Regions from separate parts of the Mus musculus genome. Here region 2 is linked to region 1. Evidence: chromatin contacts called from public Micro-C data. All regions are on one chromosome and are shown on one strand. The core of a region is the stretch at or near the end of the contact, and the rest is flanking DNA. Distances in the headings are between cores, read along the strand shown. Region 1 holds the start of Foxc1 (forkhead box C1). Region 2 overlaps Tfap2a (transcription factor AP-2, alpha).

Region 1 (4,574 bases), core at 1,442-3,941:
CGGCTGCGCCTCAGCCACCAGTTCACCAAACATTCATTACCGCTGTCGCTTGCGGGGACTTTCAAGCTGCAAGTACCCAAGGTGTCAAAAAAGATGCCCAAGGGGTCCTGCGGTATTTCTCCCAATCAAGTCACAGGTTGTCGGGGAGACGGCAAAGTGATTGCCCGGGGGACAACAGAAAGAGGGCATCCAAAACTTCAACACAAAAATGAAAACTTTAGCTTGTACCCCCCAAAGACTGCATCTTCACGTTCAAACAACAGCCAGTAACAACAATAAAACACCAAGCGCTTGAAATACAATCAAACCGTTCACTGGAGGCTTGCTTCCGAGTAAGCATATAAAAACCAAATGCAAATATCTTTTCCTGGCGATTATCCAGAGCCAAACCATGGAAAGTTGATCTTTGTAAAACTGAACACCCCCCCCACCCCCCCGCGTGCCAAATACGAATTTCACAATGTCAAATTTTATATCCAAAGCCAGGAGGGCAACAGAAAACACCACTGCTGTTTGATTTGTTATTTACAGAACAAACTGTTTACACTTCTAAGGACTGGGGGTTGGGGAGCAATTGGGGACTGGGGGAGGGCACGCAACACATTGTCTCTTACAGAACCCCGCCCGCTGGAATGTGGAAACCCCACAATCAGAAAACAAACAAGTTGCTAAAAGCTGCGAAGTTGCTAAAAGCTGCGATCATCCTACCACACAGCTGGTTGTGCACACACAGCTTAAGAACCAAATGCCAAGGTGTAGGGGACGATCACTTTCTAATTGTACTCCAGCTAGGGCCAGACCCAGGACTTAAAGCCACAGCGTCAGGAGCTGGTGAGGCCATTGGTGTGCTGGGCTAGAAGGAGACATGAATTTATATTTTAGGACGTGTAGCTTATACTCTCACCACATTCAAGAATCTTTAGGAACAACTGCTGACTCTGGTACTTCTCCCAGTCCAACAGTGTCCTTAGTCTTGCAAACATCTGGGAATAGAGGATCAAGTGAGCCCACATTGTGCTAGACCAGGATGCAAACTGCTTGCTTCCCTTTGAGAGAGAGAGAGAGAGAGAGAGAGAGAGAGAGAGAGAGAGAGAGAGAGAGTGTTGTGTTTGTGTGTGAATTCTAGAAACATGAGTCTTCTTTCCTTGATATAAATGCCCATTTTGAAATTACACACATGTATGTATTATGTATGTATGTGCGTATAAGCATATGTTCAAGCAAAACAGAGCTGTGCCTACTGCATAAATAAGCATCTTTATCTACTAAGGGAGAGGTGGTGGTGATGGTGTGTGTGTGTTAGTGAGGGAAAGAAGGTTCAAGTCGGTAAACCTTTTGACTCCCAGCAAGTCCTAGCGTTAAAGATTACCAGAAATCGGAGGAACCGAGGTGAAAAATATTCACAAACACTTTTTCACAGTGTTTCTCTCAAACCCATCTTCTAGCAAACGACCTGGTGCCCACTCTGTCAGATTTTTTTTTTCTGGACCAGTTGCTGAAATACAGGGTTGTTTTTCAGTCAGAGGGAGGCCTATCCTCTCAGATCCTCCAATACCGCCCCCCCACCCCCATCTCTACCCATCCTGTTCTAGTCACCCAGAGGCTGCAGCCTTGAGGTTTAATCACGGAATATCTAGGATCATTCGGGGCTTATCTCTTCAAAATCTTTAAGCCGCCTTGTAGGTGCAATTCTGAACACTTCCTCCAACTCAGACTCTGTGAGACAGCTGCCCTGGAATGGGTAGAGGCTGAGAGTGGCTGGGGGAAGCCTTAAGTTCTTGGGGATATTTACCTGACTCTGCTTCACCACAACTACTAATGTCACCGAGCTCTTTTGAACTTAACTGCCCCTACGAGCCAAAATGTACTGGTCAGGACAGAGGGGCAACGCATGGTTTGTCGAGGAAACTTCTGGAGTCCTCTTAGCCCGAACTCTCTAGCTCTTTTAAGCCCTGGAACGCCTGTGAACCCCGTGCTCCTCAATGTGGCCTACACATTCCATCAGCTTAACACACGTTTGAAGTTCCAAGTTTCTATCCCCTCCGCTTACTGCTAGCAGGGAGTGGGGCGAGGCACCGAAATACCATCTTCTTCCTCACTGGAACCCCGGCGGCTGTAACAGCCTTGGTAACCTAAAGTCGGACTGGAGAACCTGCCTGTGGAGAGCAAATGTGATGTTGGTGTGACCGGTGATAGCAGGGAGAGGGATATTCGGAAAGGAGAGGACAAGGGATGGGCGGAGGGCTGGAAAGGACGGAGAAACTCCCGGCGCTGGAGACAGCACGGTAGAGTAAGGACTGAGGCAGATCCTGTGTGACTCGAGGGCTCCGTGGAGGCCTGGGAACAGTGGACGCAGGAAGGGTCTCCGGGCCGGTGAGGACTCCGAAAGTCCGCAGACCGGGAGAACCGCAGAGTCTGGGAGTGAGTGGGTGGGTGCGGTGGGAGGACCGAGCGCGGGCTGCGGGCAGGGGCGCGGGCGCCGGGCCCGGGCAGCCGGCGCGCGTGTGGTCAGCCCCGCGGTCCTCCAGCCGCCAGGAGCGGGCCGGCAGAGCTCGGCCGCTGGCTCATTCACAGGCGTCTCTCGCCTCCCATTGGCTGCCGCCTCCGTAGTGGGGCGGGGCTCCCCTGCCCGGAAAAAAATGTAACTGCGTAAAAAAGTCCTCGCCTGGGTGACGGATGCTCAAAAGTTCAGAAGTTTTCCCAATGCTTCCTTAAGCGGCCGGCGCAAGAGACTGAGAAAAGGTGACGCGGGGGCCCGGGAAGGCGGCCGGCGCGCTGCCCCCGCCCCTGGTTATTTGGCCGCCTTAGCCAGCAGCCCCGAGCAGTGTCTCCTGGAAGGCGCAGGCAGTGGCGAGCAGGGCGCCTTATTTTTTTTATTTGTTTTTGTTTTTTTTTTTTTTTAATTTTTTTTTAACTTTTGTCTCTTTTTTTGCCCCGACTGCGCCTGGAAGTTGATCCGAACGTTCCTCCGAGGCGGCTTGCAGCGTCCTGGTCTGGCCCTCTCCGGGTGCAGCGACCCTCCCTCGCCGCCCGCGCGGGAACTGAGTGGGCTGCGAGGCGCCAGGCGAGCGCAGGGAGAGGCCGAGCGGCCCAGGGCGCAAGGAGGCGGCCGCGGCCGGGACAGACGCAGCGCGGAGGGGCCCGCGGTAGCTCGGCGCGGCCCGGACTCGGACTCGGCGGCCGGTGCGGCGCGGCCCGGCCCGAGCGAGGGTGGGGGGCGGCGGGCTGCGCCTGGCGGCGGCGAGCCGGGGCCATGCAGGCGCGCTACTCGGTGTCCAGCCCCAACTCCCTGGGAGTGGTGCCCTACCTCGGCGGCGAGCAGAGCTACTATCGCGCTGCCGCGGCGGCGGCCGGGGGCGGCTACACCGCCATGCCGGCCCCTATGAGCGTGTACTCGCACCCTGCTCACGCCGAGCAGTACCCGGGCAGCATGGCGCGCGCCTACGGGCCTTATACGCCGCAGCCGCAGCCCAAGGACATGGTGAAGCCGCCCTACAGCTACATCGCTCTTATCACCATGGCCATCCAGAATGCCCCGGACAAGAAGATCACTCTGAATGGCATCTACCAGTTCATCATGGACCGCTTCCCCTTCTATCGGGACAATAAGCAGGGCTGGCAGAACAGCATACGGCACAACCTCTCGCTCAACGAGTGCTTCGTCAAGGTGCCCCGCGACGACAAGAAGCCAGGCAAGGGCAGCTACTGGACGCTCGACCCGGACTCCTACAACATGTTCGAGAACGGCAGCTTCCTGCGGCGGCGGCGGCGCTTCAAGAAGAAGGACGCAGTGAAGGACAAGGAGGAGAAGGGCCGGCTGCACCTCCAAGAACCGCCACCGCCGCAGGCCGGCCGCCAGCCCGCGCCCGCGCCCCCGGAGCAGGCCGAGGGCTCCGCTCCCGGGCCACAGCCGCCGCCCGTGCGCATCCAGGACATCAAGACGGAGAACGGTACGTGTCCCTCGCCTCCCCAGCCCCTGTCCCCGGCTGCCGCCCTAGGCAGCGGCAGCGCCGCCACAGTGCCCAAAATCGAGAGCCCCGACAGCAGCAGCAGCAGCTTGTCGAGCGGGAGCAGCCCCCCGGGCAGCCTGCCGTCGGCGCGGCCGCTCAGCCTGGACGCTGCAGAACCCGCGCCGCCGCCACAGCCTGCGCCGCCGCCGCATCACAGCCAGGGCTTCAGCGTGGACAACATCATGACGTCGCTGCGGGGGTCGCCGCAGGGTTCGGCCGCTGAGCTCGGTTCCGGCCTCCTGGCCTCGGCGGCTGCGTCCTCGCGCGCGGGCATCGCGCCCCCGCTGGCGCTGGGTGCCTACTCTCCGGGCCAGAGCTCCCTCTACAGCTCCCCCTGCAGCCAGAGCTCCAGTGCGGGCAGTTCGGGCGGCGGGGGTGGCGGCGGCGGCGGAGGCGGCGGCAGCAGCAGCGCTGCGGGTACGGGGGGCGCCGCCACTTACCACTGCAACCTGCAGGCTATGAGCCTGTACGCGGCGGGCGAGCGTGGCGGCCACTTGCAGGGTCCGGCGGGAGGCGCGGGCAGCGCGGCGGTGGACGACCCCCTGCCCGACTACTCGCTGCCTC
Region 2 (4,574 bases), core at 962-3,461, 8.9 Mb after region 1:
ATGCCCCCGGTCAGGAAGCAATAGCATGTCATTCCTTTAGCAGTACAAACAATCTTTTATCCAAAAGAATACATCGGGCTTTATTGGGTCGTTTGTCTGAATACAGACTCAGTGGAATATCTAAATGATACCCTGCTCTGAACTCCAAGTTGAAAGTAAGTTTTTATTATACTTGAGGGAAGCAATGGGTTCAGCTGCTTATTGCAAAGAGCAATTGCCAAGGGAGAGTTAAACTCAATTACTGTAACCATACTGAATAAAAAATACTGCCAAGAACAAAAATACGCCTGGGTAAAGACAGCCACTGAATAAAAAAAAAAATCGACATAAAGCGTATCAAATATTTATTTATCTGGGCAACAAAGGACTATGATACATTGACAGGCATAGAGGCTCCTGCCAGAGCAACTCAACACAGTGCAGCTAGGACTGCTTCCAATGTGGCCAGCGAAGACAAGGAAGCCCAGGTGGTCCCAAATGTTTAAAGATGAACAAAGAGAGGCAGAGAGAGAGAGACAGAGAAAGAGAGAGAGAAAGGCAGAGAGAGAGAGAGAGAGAGAGAGAGAAGAGAAGAGAAGAGAAGAGAAGAGAAGAGAAGAGAAGAGAAGAGAAGAGAAGAGAAATCCCTAACCCTTGGTTTAAAGACAATATTCATTTATTGCTCGAAGGATGCTTTTAAGGGAGGACAGTGAACTCAAATAAACTTTATTTTTCTCCCCATGATACCATAGAAGGATTATCAAATCACTCCAGTTTAAGAAATTTTTTTCCAATCTCCCAATATCACTGATTTTTTTCCTGTCAGTTCAATGAAAAGCTAAATGTAATACTAATTATATATAAATTTTTATTTTACCTTAAAAATGTTTTTGTTCAGCTGTTTCATTATAATCGTTTAACATGCTACCACGGGGCTAAATCCATGAATTGGAGAAAAGGGGTGGGGAGGGGGAGTCTTACCCAAACCTTGGATTTCTAAGTAAAACCACATGAAGAACTAACAGGGAGGATCCAAAGCCCACTAAACAGGAGGTAAACGAGATCACCAGATAAATAAAAAAAGGTTTAAAACAGACTCACCATATTTACAAATCCCATTAAATTACACATAAATAAATATATACAGAGACGTGAACACTGATTCCCTTATAGAATTGTGGATTGTGTCATCAGAGGAAGTTCAAGTGGGTGGTTGTACCTTGCAGAAGACAACTTCTACAACTGAAGACAGGACATAGAACTTCTGTATTTGTGTTCAAGTTTATTCACAATACTGATAAAAAATGTCATTATCCTCTTTGCCTTTTTTTTTAAAAGTATGGCTACAATCTGAAGTACGCAAGGGAAGGCGATGAGTTAGTCCCATGAAGCTCATATACTTTTTAAATTTTTTAACGTCCTTTTTAAAAAAAAAAAGTTTTAATGTTTGTTGTCGATTTGATTAAAAAAAAAAAAGGTTCACAAACGCGACAGAACTTTTCTTTGCTGGCTTCACGACCTGTTCTGTTCTCTTAGGCTCCACACGAGGGTAAAGGGGGTGTTGGTACTGATGGGGAAGTTGAGGCAAGGCGCTGAGTAGGCAGCGGCTGCCCCACTGGCAGTCGAGAGAGCAATCCGGAGGACTCCGGGGACGAAGGGCGGCGCGGCAACGCAGAGTAGCAGCAGCAGTAGGAGTGGCTGGTCCCGGAGCTGTCACCTGCCGGGTGGGGGAGGGGCGAGTGGGGGGACGCGGGCCGGTGAGGCGGGCGGGGGCGGGGCGGGAGGAGAGCCTCACTTTCTGTGTTTCTCTTCTTTGTCACTGCTTTTGGCGCTGTTGTCCGTGTGGCTGTTGGGGTTGTTGCTGAGGTACATTTTGTCCATGGCCTTGAGGGCCTCGGTGAGATAGTTCTGCAGGGCCGTAACCGCTGCACACACCGCCGGGCTGCCGAAGCCATGGGAGATGAGGTTGAAGTGGGTCAAGCAACTCTGGATGCCAGGCTCCAGGATAGGATTGGGCCGCGAGTTCCCCAGGGGAGATCGGTCCTGAGCCAGCAGGTCAGTGAACTCTTTGCAGATCTGTCTGCAGTGGAACAGAGACAGAAGTGAAAGCTCCCATCAGGCCTTAGTGGTAGTGAGAAACCATCGCTCCCTGAAGTTACCTCAGCCATCCAGCCCACCTTCCCCCACTCAGGACTCAAGGCCAGTCACTCAGAATAACAAAGCCTGTCACTTCTAAACCAACACTCCTCCCTTAAATGAATACCCTTCCTACTTCAAAAAGACCTCCCCTTCTCTCCCCACCTCCAACCCTCAGCCCTGACAAACTTCTGCCTACACCTTTCTCACAGCAAACACCCTGAACACAGGAAAGCATTTCACAGGCAAAGAAAAGTTACACCGGAAGTGAAAAACACAAGTATCCCTCTTCAGTATTCTAGAAATGCCAGGCTTGTTCTTCAAAATATCACCAGAGCCTGCTCCCCACATCCCTAAAGGAACCACAATAAAAGCTGGTGGAATGGGGTCTCCTCTCATTCACCTTCAAACCAGATGAGACTTGAATTTAGGCAGAAAGGCAAACTTTGCTTTTTCAAAACAACAGCAGGCCCCGGGGAGAGAACTCACACTTGACCACACCACACACACACACACACACACACACACACACACACACACACAAGGATCTGCCTTTGGATGCTCAGAATTTATGTAAGAATCTAGCTTGGAGGCTTATGTCTTTAACCCCAGCGCTGGATCAGAGAGATAGTGGGATCTCTCTGATTTGCTGGGCAGCCATTTTAGTCCAAATAGTGAGCTCTGGGGTCAGTGACAGACTGTCTCTAAGACTAAAGTGGGGAGCCATAGAGAGAGCTACCTCAGCACACAGGAAGTTTGTCTGGTCCTGGAAGCCAGCAGTAGCAGAGGCCTTCCTGAGGTTGCTACAGCCCATGGAGGGAGGGTGTGTGTGTGTGTGTGTGTGTGTGTGTGTGTGTGTGTGTGTGTGTGTGTATAAGCCTATCACTAGGCCAGAAACTGTCCCACACAAGGCCTCTCTCTGCCTCTTAACTCTCTGCTGCGGTGCCCTTCGGTGACACCAGCTTTTGATAATTGAGGACTTCTAAACAAGCCTTTTAATTTCCAGCAAACATATCAAGACAGTCATTTTTCTTTTCAACCTAGAGAAGTCAATTCAGCCCAGGCACTTTGGGAATATAACTTGGGCCATCTTGAAACCCTGAGATGATAGCTTGCCAGTTAACTAAAACTTACAGAGTTACATAGTATACATAGTATAGTATAACTATGTAACTCTGTCTCTGAGTCTCTCTCTCTCTCTCTCTCTCTCTCTCTCTCTCTGTGTGTGTGTGTGTGTGTGTGTGTGTGTGTGTAAGAGAGAGAGAGGATAGAAACTGGGATTAGAGGTAAGAGTAGAGCTGTTGCTGGACGGCACATTTTGTAGGCCGAGTTAGCCTCTGCCTTTCAGAACACAGTGATAGAGAGAAAACCCAGGCAAGCCTAGTTGGTAGCCCTGTGAGGATTTGATTCTGACTTTTTCTGAAGCAACACAAATCCATACTCTTTCAGTGAAACCCCCGGCTGCAAACCACACACATCCACATTCATTTAAAAGTCAACACAGAAAGAGACAGACTTTAGGAAGAACACAGAAAACACAGGGACAATCCCACTCTGGTTCCTTTGTGACACAGACTGCGCTCACTTCGACACTGGTGCCCTGATTTCAGTATTCACAGCAAAGCCGATCAACAAGAAAGGAAGATGGGGGTGGGGGGTGGGGGGAGCAGGAGCTAATTTCTGTTTCTTTTGACAGTGAACAGCCCAGACCCTGCAGAGGTAAATGCCTTACTTTGTGGCCAGGAGCATGTTTTTTCTTGCCACTTGCTCATTGGGATCGGAATGTTGTCGGTTGAGAAATTCTGCTACTGCTTTGGCAGGAAATTCAGTTTCGCACACGTACCCAAAGTCCCTGGCTAGGTGGACGGCTTCTCCTGGCAAGAGGTGGAGGAGGGAAGTGAGGGCCAGAGAACCACGGACTTGGGATCAAAGTTTCCCCTCCACACCCAACTCCCTAAACTTTCTTCACCAAAAGTTGGAAGGAACAGAAACCACTTGTTTCCTTTCTTTAGACTTTTCTTCTTCTCTGTGCGATCCAGAGAGCAAACTCAGCAGTGCCTAGCTGGCTTACAAGGCCAAGAGGGTTTGAAAATGTTAATCTCGCCCATCCCCACCCCCACCCCCATCCCCGACTGCAGTTTCCTCGACTTCTGTTTGAAAATGGCTGCCCTGTTCCACCCTCACACCTATCAACACACCCATCAGTGGCGCTTCCTAATCACTCCTTGAGCATTTCAGCAGGCGAACAACCGAGAAAGTTTACATTTTAACTTGATCACATACAATTATCTGTTCATCCAAGCCGATTAACCAAGAGGATTTGAGGGTCACTCCACTGAGTCTGTCTGTGTTGTTGATTTTCGAATCTTTGGTTTTAATTTCCTGAACCAGTTGGTTTTTACTGCGGGGCTTCCTGCCATTAGCTCCGGCTCCGGAAGAACGCATGCGCCAATTAGAGC

Evidence for each region. Hi-C and Micro-C count contacts between places; a contact is called where the count stands out from the background.
Region 2: a Micro-C map of embryonic stem cells shows a contact between it and region 1, with 13 times the contacts expected there. The contact joins the enhancer-like site here to the promoter of Foxc1 in region 1. A contact is called at or near these places in 4 of 484 Hi-C or Micro-C datasets (LSK cells, cardiomyocytes, cerebellum and 1 more).

What each region holds. Positions count from the first base shown.
Region 1 is chr13:31,803,955-31,808,528 of GRCm38.p6, forward strand. It overlaps Foxc1 (forkhead box C1), which reads left to right and starts at 2,692. Exons shown (of 1, transcript NM_008592.2): 1 at 2,692-4,574. The coding sequence starts at 3,254.
Region 2 is chr13:40,715,345-40,719,918 of GRCm38.p6, forward strand. Tfap2a (transcription factor AP-2, alpha) reads right to left here. Exons shown (of 7, transcript NM_011547.5): 6 at 3,848-3,989; 7 at 1-2,059. The coding sequence ends at 1,771. Among named protein-coding and RNA genes, the nearest start is that of Gm26688, 10 kb to the right of the region's middle. Within about 2 kb of position 2,212, at least 15 of the 459 cell types and tissues checked have an H3K27ac peak or open chromatin away from gene starts, as enhancers often do. A contact at or near this core is called in embryonic stem cells, where this site is marked.